Regions from separate parts of the Drosophila melanogaster genome. Here region 1 is linked to region 2. The links are chromatin contacts, called in public HiChIP or PLAC-seq maps. All regions are on one chromosome and are shown on one strand. The core of a region is the stretch at or near the end of the contact, and the rest is flanking DNA. Distances in the headings are between cores, read along the strand shown. Region 1 holds the start of CG32344. Region 2 holds the start of wac (wee Augmin).

Region 1 (3,869 bases), core at 550-3,049, 67 kb before region 2:
AGCTCAATAATGGACGAACCGGAAGTAATTAAAACCGTGGACGACAAAGAAATGTCGGTTGAAGAACGAATGGATGTCCTAGAAAACATGCGAGGCCGTAAGTTACTAGATTCGGAGATATTAAACGAATATTTAACGAAAAACCTATTTTCCCTGCCAGATGCAAACGTCCTGCGGAACACTGCGCTTTACATACTAAAGACGCACGAAATCGCAGACATGGTGCAGGACAACGATGACGAGGACTCGAAAGAAATGCTGAACACTGCGTTGCAGAATGGACGCCAACTTGTCCTCTCTGAAGGAGGACGCATGCTGCTGCACGAAACAAAATCGGGCATCAGCGGCAAGCAATCCACGAACGGAAACGCCCGGCCTTCGGTCGCAGCGCTCCGCACAAATGTTAATAATTCTCATCCCAAGATTCGGATGAATGTCCTGAAGCAGAAGGATCTTCCGTCACCGGCGGGAGTTGCCAAGAACAAGGTATGCATTTCATTGTTTTGTTTCGCTAATTCGTATAATAATTAATATTTGAGGGCAGAATATACGCATTATCTCGTTGACTGATTTTAAGAAACTCTACGGATCGGACAGCACGGCAAAGTCCCTTCAGAAAATACCCGCCTCATTGGCAAGGTACGTTAATTTCACATATTTGGGAGATATATATAAGATCTTGCCTTATCGACAGCTCTGGAATGGTGCGGCATCTTCCCGATGGCACAAAGCTAGTCAACATGCGCCAGTTGCAGGCTCGACAGGTGAATATTAAATAGTTTCTGAGCTCACCTCCTTACTTTACTTGAACCCCGCTTAATTAGTTAAAGCTCCCCTCCCTGCAAAGGCCGCAGGATCTCACTGCGCTAGAAGAATCACACAGCCAGAACGAAGCCGCGGTCCCATCCCCACTGCCTTCAGGCCATCCCGCGTCGGGCAGTTCGCTTAGGGGACAAGTGGGCACCGTCCAGACGATACAGCTGCGACCTTCACTCTCGGCAGGATCCGGCCAAGGCGCAGTAAACAACGGGGCGGCACCTGGCAAGACAATCGTCAATGCGACGAAGCAGTCGCCGAAATCTCCGAACGTGATGCCGCTGCTAACTTCTTCTGAGATCTGTCGCCAGCTTCACGAGTTGCGGCGTCAAAACGAAGACCTGCGGCGGCGGGCCGACTCCTTTCAGCGGGAAAAGGAGGAAATGCTGAGGCGCATTGACCGCCTGGAGCAGATGGTGCTGGTTCAAGAGTCGGAGGCGGACTTGGATTTTGGAGAGGACGTTTAGTTAATGCAAAGATAAGTTTAGCGTAAGTTCGATAAGGTATATTTAGGATATTCAGCCGATAAGTGCATTTGTAAAGCACCCAGTTTAATGACGATTTCATACCATTTCTTATCGAAACCTTAATAACTTGAATGCTATGAGAGCTTTAAACCAATTCGGATGTCGATAGAAATATATCGTTTAAAAAATTCATTTTCAATCCATAATCTGCACAAGATGTAGCATTTATTTAATACATTTACATAGCTATTAAATCGCACCAGTCTTTTATATCTGTTATTTTCCCGTTTGGTCGAGGTCTTATGAGGTTTTTTCCCTTTGGGCATATGTAAGCTATCCTCTAATTTTAATCGGCAGTGTATATATGGTCGATTTAAAAGATGGTCTACTCAAAATAGTAAATATTAAAATAATAAAACGCGAGTTAATCAAATGAAAATCTAAGCGCCAATTACAATGCGGTATATTGTAGCGTTAGTCAATTTTTAAGAAATCAGTGTTGGATAATTTATGGAGTTATCGATAGTGTGGAATAGTCATCGATTTTGCACGTGTTGTTTTTATTCAAAACAAAAAAAATATGGTAAGAGGATTGTCTCTTGTTGCTTAGCTTTCAATACATACTTTGCATTGGCAGCGTAAGAAGCAGGCGGATGAAATACCAGGCTTTCCATCACTGGACAACGATGCCGGCACCAGCGACCGGGGCGCCGACATTCTCAAGTCCAAGTCCAAGAAGAACAAGAGTGGTGGATTCCAGTCGATGGGCCTGGGCTTCGAGCTGATAAAGGGCATCACCAAGCGGGGTTACAAGGTTCCCACCCCCATACAGCGGAAAACGATTCCGCTGATCCTGGAGGGACGCGATGTGGTGGCAATGGCCAAGACGGGCTCTGGCAAGACGGCCTGCTTTCTGATTCCGCTCTTTGAAAAGCTACAGAGGCGCGAGCCCACAAAGGGGGCCCGTGCCCTGATCCTGTCTCCGACGCGCGAACTGGCTGTGCAGACGTATAAGTTCATAAAGGAGCTGGGCCGCTTTATGGAACTGAAGAGCATTCTGGTGCTAGGTGGCGACTCCATGGACTCACAGTTCTCGGCCATACATACCTGTCCGGACGTAATTGTTGCAACGCCAGGTCGTTTTCTTCATTTGTGCGTAGAAATGGACTTGAAGCTAAATTCCATAGGTGAGTTGATAGTTGCGGACCATAAAAGCAGGAATTAATTTATTTGCTCTCTAGAGTACGTGGTGTTTGATGAAGCCGATCGACTCTTCGAGATGGGCTTCGGCGAGCAACTGAACGAAACGTTGCACAGATTGCCATCGTCCCGGCAGACGGTCATGTTTTCAGCCACGCTGCCAAAACTGCTAGTAGAGTTCGCCCGTGCCGGACTGAACGACCCAGTGCTCATTCGTTTAGACGTCGAATCCAAGCTCCCGGATGCGCTGGCTCTAAAGTTTCTGTACTGTCGACCAGACGACCGCTACACAGCACTTGTGGTTCTTCTTAAGTACGTTATTCCGGTGCAGTCGCAAACCGTGGTGTTCGCCGGTACTCAGCACCATGTCGAACTCATTTCGTACATACTTACTGAGGCTGGAATCTCCAACGCCTCAGTCTACTCCAGCCTGGATCCAGCTGCACGCAAAATAAACACCGCCAAATTTGTGAACAAAAAGGTGTCCGTGCTAATAGTCACGGACGTGGCCGCGCGTGGTATTGACATTCCCAGTCTAGACTTTGTGGTGAACCTGCACTTCCCGGGTAAACCGAAACTGTTTGTCCACCGGGTAGGTCGTTGCGCTCGCGCTGGTCGCACAGGAACCGCATACTCTATTGTATCCACAGACGACACAGCACATCTACTGGATCTGCACTTGTTCTTGAACAGACCCTTTAATATACACGACAGCTCGGCATTGGGAACCATTCCGCAAGATTTGCTCGAGGAAGAGCACCTCACAGTGACCGATATAAAGAAAAGTCACCATATTGTAAGTTTCAAATGGAGTGTACTGCATTTTATGGTTTCTAATGATACGTAATTGTACATGTATTTCTGCAGGCCGGAGTATTGCGCACCAGCGAAAACGCCTACAAAAAATACTTGAGTTCCCGACCAGTAGCCTCCACGGATGCCAACGCGCGTGTAAAGAAAATTAAATTCTTTGCTCTCAAGCCATTGGAGGATTTCTTCACAGCTGCCCCTGTGCTCGCCCAGGCGGCTGAAGCTAGTGGACAATCAACAGAGTCGCAGGCAAAGGTGAGCGCCGCAGAGCGCAAGTTGCAGGAGGAAAAGCACGATATACTGGTGAAGATGCGTAGTTTCCGTCCTGGTGGTGTGAGTTTCTCAACAGTTTTACGATAAATGCTCGCTCACGTATTAGTAATTGTGCCCTTTTCAGACCGTTTTTGAACTCAACACCACTCAAAAGTCCACGCAGTTTATCGTTATGAAGGAAAAACGAATGCAGCATGCGGAAGTAATCAACAAGTTTAGGCAGCAGCGCGCAGAAGAGGACATAGACGAGGAAAAGAAAACGATCGAGGCGCTCAACCCAAGCTCAGGCAGAATGCCCACCGC
Region 2 (3,812 bases), core at 1,035-3,534:
ACCCACCCATCGCTGGATCGTACACGCCAAAGCGTGGTGACCTGGTGGCCGCTCAGTTTACACTTGATAATCAGTGGTATCGTGCCAAGGTGGAACGCGTGCAGGGCAGTAATGCTACAGTCCTGTACATCGATTATGGAAACAAGGAGGTAAGTGTCGCTTTGACTAACATTTAAATTACTGCAAGTTCCTTAGATCCGTTTCCGGCTTGAAGTGAAACGCATGAGTCATAAGCTTGCCACATTAAATAGGCTTCATCGAATGATTTTATAAGATTCGTGATGGCGTAAGCAAACCCTACAGCTGCGTTAAATGCGTTCGCCGTTTCAAGTCGTGTGGCATCCTCTTCAACGGTGCAAAGGTAGTTCCATATTTTTTGGGTCAACCATTGTCCAAAGTAGCAGGTTTAAAATACGCGAGAAACAAGAGCACTGAGTAGCTGGGGGCGCCAGAACCACGCTTCAAAAGTATTCGAGTTGCGACACACTCATACCAAAACCATTGTGATTTTTTCCTGGCAGTATTAACACTCGTTTCCATTTTTAGACACTTCCGACCAACCGTTTGGCAGCCCTGCCACCAGCCTTCAGCAGCGAAAAGCCCTACGCTACGGAGTATGCTTTGGCCTTAGTCGCCCTGCCAACTGACAACGAAGATAAGGAAGAAGCCTTGCGTGCCTTTTCCGAAGACGTTTTGAACCATAAGGTTCAACTCAATGTCGAGCTAAAGGTGACTGGGTCGCCGAACTTGGCCACTCTTCGCGATCCAACTACTAAAGTCGATTTTGGAAAGCAGCTTGTAGCCGAGGGCCTTGTTCTGGCCGAACAGCGTGGAGAGCGGAAGCTCAAGGAACTAGTGGACCAGTACAAAGCCGCGCAGGAAGCAGCTCGGGTCGCGCATCTGGCCATCTGGAAGTACGGTGACATAACGCAAGATGATGCGCCCGAGTTCCGCTAAAAGATGCCCGGAAACGTGGAGTAGGCCTGTGGCGTGGAGCGCGTTGCTAGCCGAAAAGATTGTCTGCCACATACCCGCCCTTTATATACATAACAACAAGCAAGAACTTAAAGAATATGAAATTACTAATTCTATCTATACACCAATATATATGATACATATACCACATTGGAAATACACAAATACATACATATGAGCAATGGCATGGAAGAACACGGTACACTTTTTGTATGCTTTAAGCAGCTGGCAAATTATTATTTGGTCTTCTAGTTTTCCTATCATGATACTTTAAATAAATATTTGACACAACCTAGCAACAATTGGAACGTTTTTAAAATGCGTACAATAACCAAAATAAGTGCACCCTCTGATTGTGTAGTGTTCCAAGTTGTAAACCTCAACATTCATCTTTAAAATTTGCAGATTTTATGTTTTTGTAAAGTGTTTTGCATTACTGAGTAAATACAATTAAATAATTTTTTAAAAACGAAAGCAATTCACTTCTTTAGCGCTGCTCCAGCGAATCTACCTTCTCGATGACACTTTCAATGCTAAAATCCTTTGGGATCTTAAGGGTTTTTTGCCGGTCCAGTAAGGCCTGTTTTGTTGCAAGCTGTTGGGCGTTTCGCTGCATTACGACGATATCCGGGATGAGCCGCTCTTCCGCAGCAGCATTAAATCTGCAGAAGAATGGTTTTGGTCAGGGATTCAACTATTAAAGGGATTTGTTCACCAATACCTCTCCAACATAACTACGTCCCTAGTCGCCTCCTCGATGGACGAGAGGATGCGCTGCAGCTCTACGCGTTGCTGCACTGTGGTCTGCCGGTTTTCTATGCATTCCCTCTTCTTGGCACAATAGAAGTCGCGCAAGTAGTTCAGATTGATGTCGTGAATGTGCAAAAGTGAATAATATTGGGCGCATTTGTCAAGGAGCGCCAGGTCATCGTCCGAGAAATCGCCCAACTCGACGCTAGCCAGCTTTAACTGGTCATCGAAGTGCTGGCCTAGACGCATCAATGAATTGACTTCCTCTTGGATCTTCAAGTTCTCTGCATCATAAGAATAATTAGTTGTATGCCTAGCGTTTTTTTTAAATAAACTCACGCATTTTTACTGGAGATGACAAGCTATCGATGGTTCCGAAAAAGATACTACCGCTTTGCTCAAAACGCAGGCGTATAGGCAGCCGGCTTAGAAACAATTTAGACTAAGTTGGCAGGACTTTGCTTTTCTTCGCCACTAATCGTATCCAGGTTTCGCATGTCTTTGTCTTCGTAATCCGAATGTGATAATAGGCGCCTTAGGTGCAGATATCGATAGTCTCTACAGTATTTCAGGGCTACCTAGCAAAATGCCACCAATTGCTTTTGTTGAATCGAATTTTAAGAGACAAGCGATTAAAGTAATAAATAATAGAGCTTTTTAATTGTAATGGTTCTATGCCTAATATCATTAAAAATAACACTTAAATTCGTGGTTCGATTACTTGGGCAGTGTGACCGCATCTCGAAAATTGAAAAAGGCCGTTGTCCCAAGAGTATGAAGAAATAGTTATCAATTTTTCGCTAGTTCATAAAATCGATTTGTACTGCTATTTTTCTTTGTTTACTTTCATTGTGCAAATTCGTAAAAGACATTCGTAATATCGTGTTTTCTAACTAACCCAAAGTACTGGTGCTGCGCAAGTACGGATGTATTTATTTGCGTCGGCAAAATGTGAAATAGAATAAATGGCAAATCGATCGATTTTTGACAACGAAGTGGGAAAGTAGCGGTGTCTGGGTGTGTTTGTGTACTGCGACCAGCCAAAGTTTAGACGAATCCTCCAAGGAAGAGGATAGAACAAAACCCTAAAGCCACACTTTTCATCTGCCATGGAGCACACTGCCTCGCTGCCTGGCTACGTCCGCGAGAAGCTCGCCGAACTGGACTTAGAGCTGTCGGAAGGTATACCTATTTGAATAATACACACAAAAATAAAATATTGTTGTTAAAGTGCGGCGACTGAGTTGTAGAAAATCGCGTGAAAACTGTGGCAGACGTAGTCTGGTCTGATTCAAATCATTGGATACTTGTCGCCCCCAAATGGGATTACAAGTGCTGTTCTCGGCTTTTCTTTCGCTGAAAGCTGCCCACATATAGTCGGGGACCGACCAATTAAAAGAAAAGTGTGTGTGTTGTGTTGTGTGGCTTTCAGCATGAATACATGATTCAGTCGCTACTCCACGCTTTTCAAAAAACGACGAGGCCCAGCGGACATATTAATCGTTAAGAAAACAATTCCATCTGCTTTTCTAGGTGACATTACGCAGAAAGGCTACGAAAAGAAAAGGGCGAAGCTGTTGCAGCCGTTCCTAAAGAAGCCAGAAGGTATGTTCGAAAACATTGATATTTGGTCGTTTGGTCGTCACCAGAAAGTTCTTGATCCTTTTGTTGTGAACAGGCGATAAAGTGAAAAGTACGCCGCCACCGCCATACTACAACGTTAAAAATGCCAACAACAGCACCAACCACGGAAACATCAATAACGACGGCGTCATTGTGTCCAGCGAGGGCTACAGTTATGTGACTGAAGTGCCCTCCCTGTCCTCCTCGCAGCAAAGACATTCCAAAAAAATTGACTTCCATCAGCAAGCCGCCATGAGCTTGTCATCGGCACCACAGAGCGGAAATGCTGGGGCTCCTGGCTACGAAAATATGCGACCGCAGGGTGGAGCAGTCGGCGATCCCGGGTATCAGAACACTCGCGAACCAAGTGCTTTTCAGAACCAACAGTCAACTAATAATAGTCAGCATCGTCAACGACGCACACAGCGCAAAGTAACGCACAATGAGAAACGTTATCATTCTGG

What was found. HiChIP or PLAC-seq counts read pairs in DNA pulled down with a chosen protein or histone mark.
Region 1: an H3K27ac HiChIP or PLAC-seq map of the Kc167 cell line shows a contact between it and region 2, with 2.1 times the contacts expected there. The contact joins the promoter of CG32344 here to the promoter of wac in region 2. A contact is called at or near these places in 6 of 107 Hi-C or Micro-C datasets (the D17-c3 cell line, the Kc167 cell line, the S2 cell line and 2 more) and 1 of 6 datasets of contacts at active chromatin or transcription factors (the Kc167 cell line).

The regions. Positions count from the first base shown.
Region 1 is chr3L:322,650-326,518 of dm6, reverse strand. CG32344 reads left to right here and starts at 1,799. Exons shown (of 6, transcript NM_138184.5): 1 at 1,799-1,866; 2 at 1,921-2,470; 3 at 2,525-3,279; 4 at 3,351-3,626; 5 at 3,691-3,869. The coding sequence starts at 1,864. Atac3 (Ada2a-containing complex component 3) reads left to right here. Exons shown (of 9, transcript NM_167828.4): 5 at 1-97; 6 at 161-486; 7 at 545-639; 8 at 695-764; 9 at 825-1,534. The coding sequence ends at 1,283.
Region 2 is chr3L:256,648-260,459 of dm6, reverse strand. wac (wee Augmin) reads right to left here and starts at 2,284. Exons shown (of 3, transcript NM_001274265.1): 1 at 2,065-2,284; 2 at 1,697-2,009; 3 at 1,363-1,637. The coding sequence starts at 2,068. The coding sequence ends at 1,463. It overlaps DIP2 (DISCO Interacting Protein 2), which reads left to right and starts at 2,506. Exons shown (of 16, transcript NM_138175.4): 1 at 2,506-2,907; 2 at 3,259-3,330; 3 at 3,404-3,811. The coding sequence starts at 2,835. It overlaps Tudor-SN (Tudor staphylococcal nuclease), which reads left to right. Exons shown (of 4, transcript NM_001274266.1): 3 at 1-149; 4 at 547-1,417. The coding sequence ends at 957. snoRNA:Tudor-SN-a (a small nucleolar RNA gene) reads left to right here and starts at 180; the gene lies at 180-490.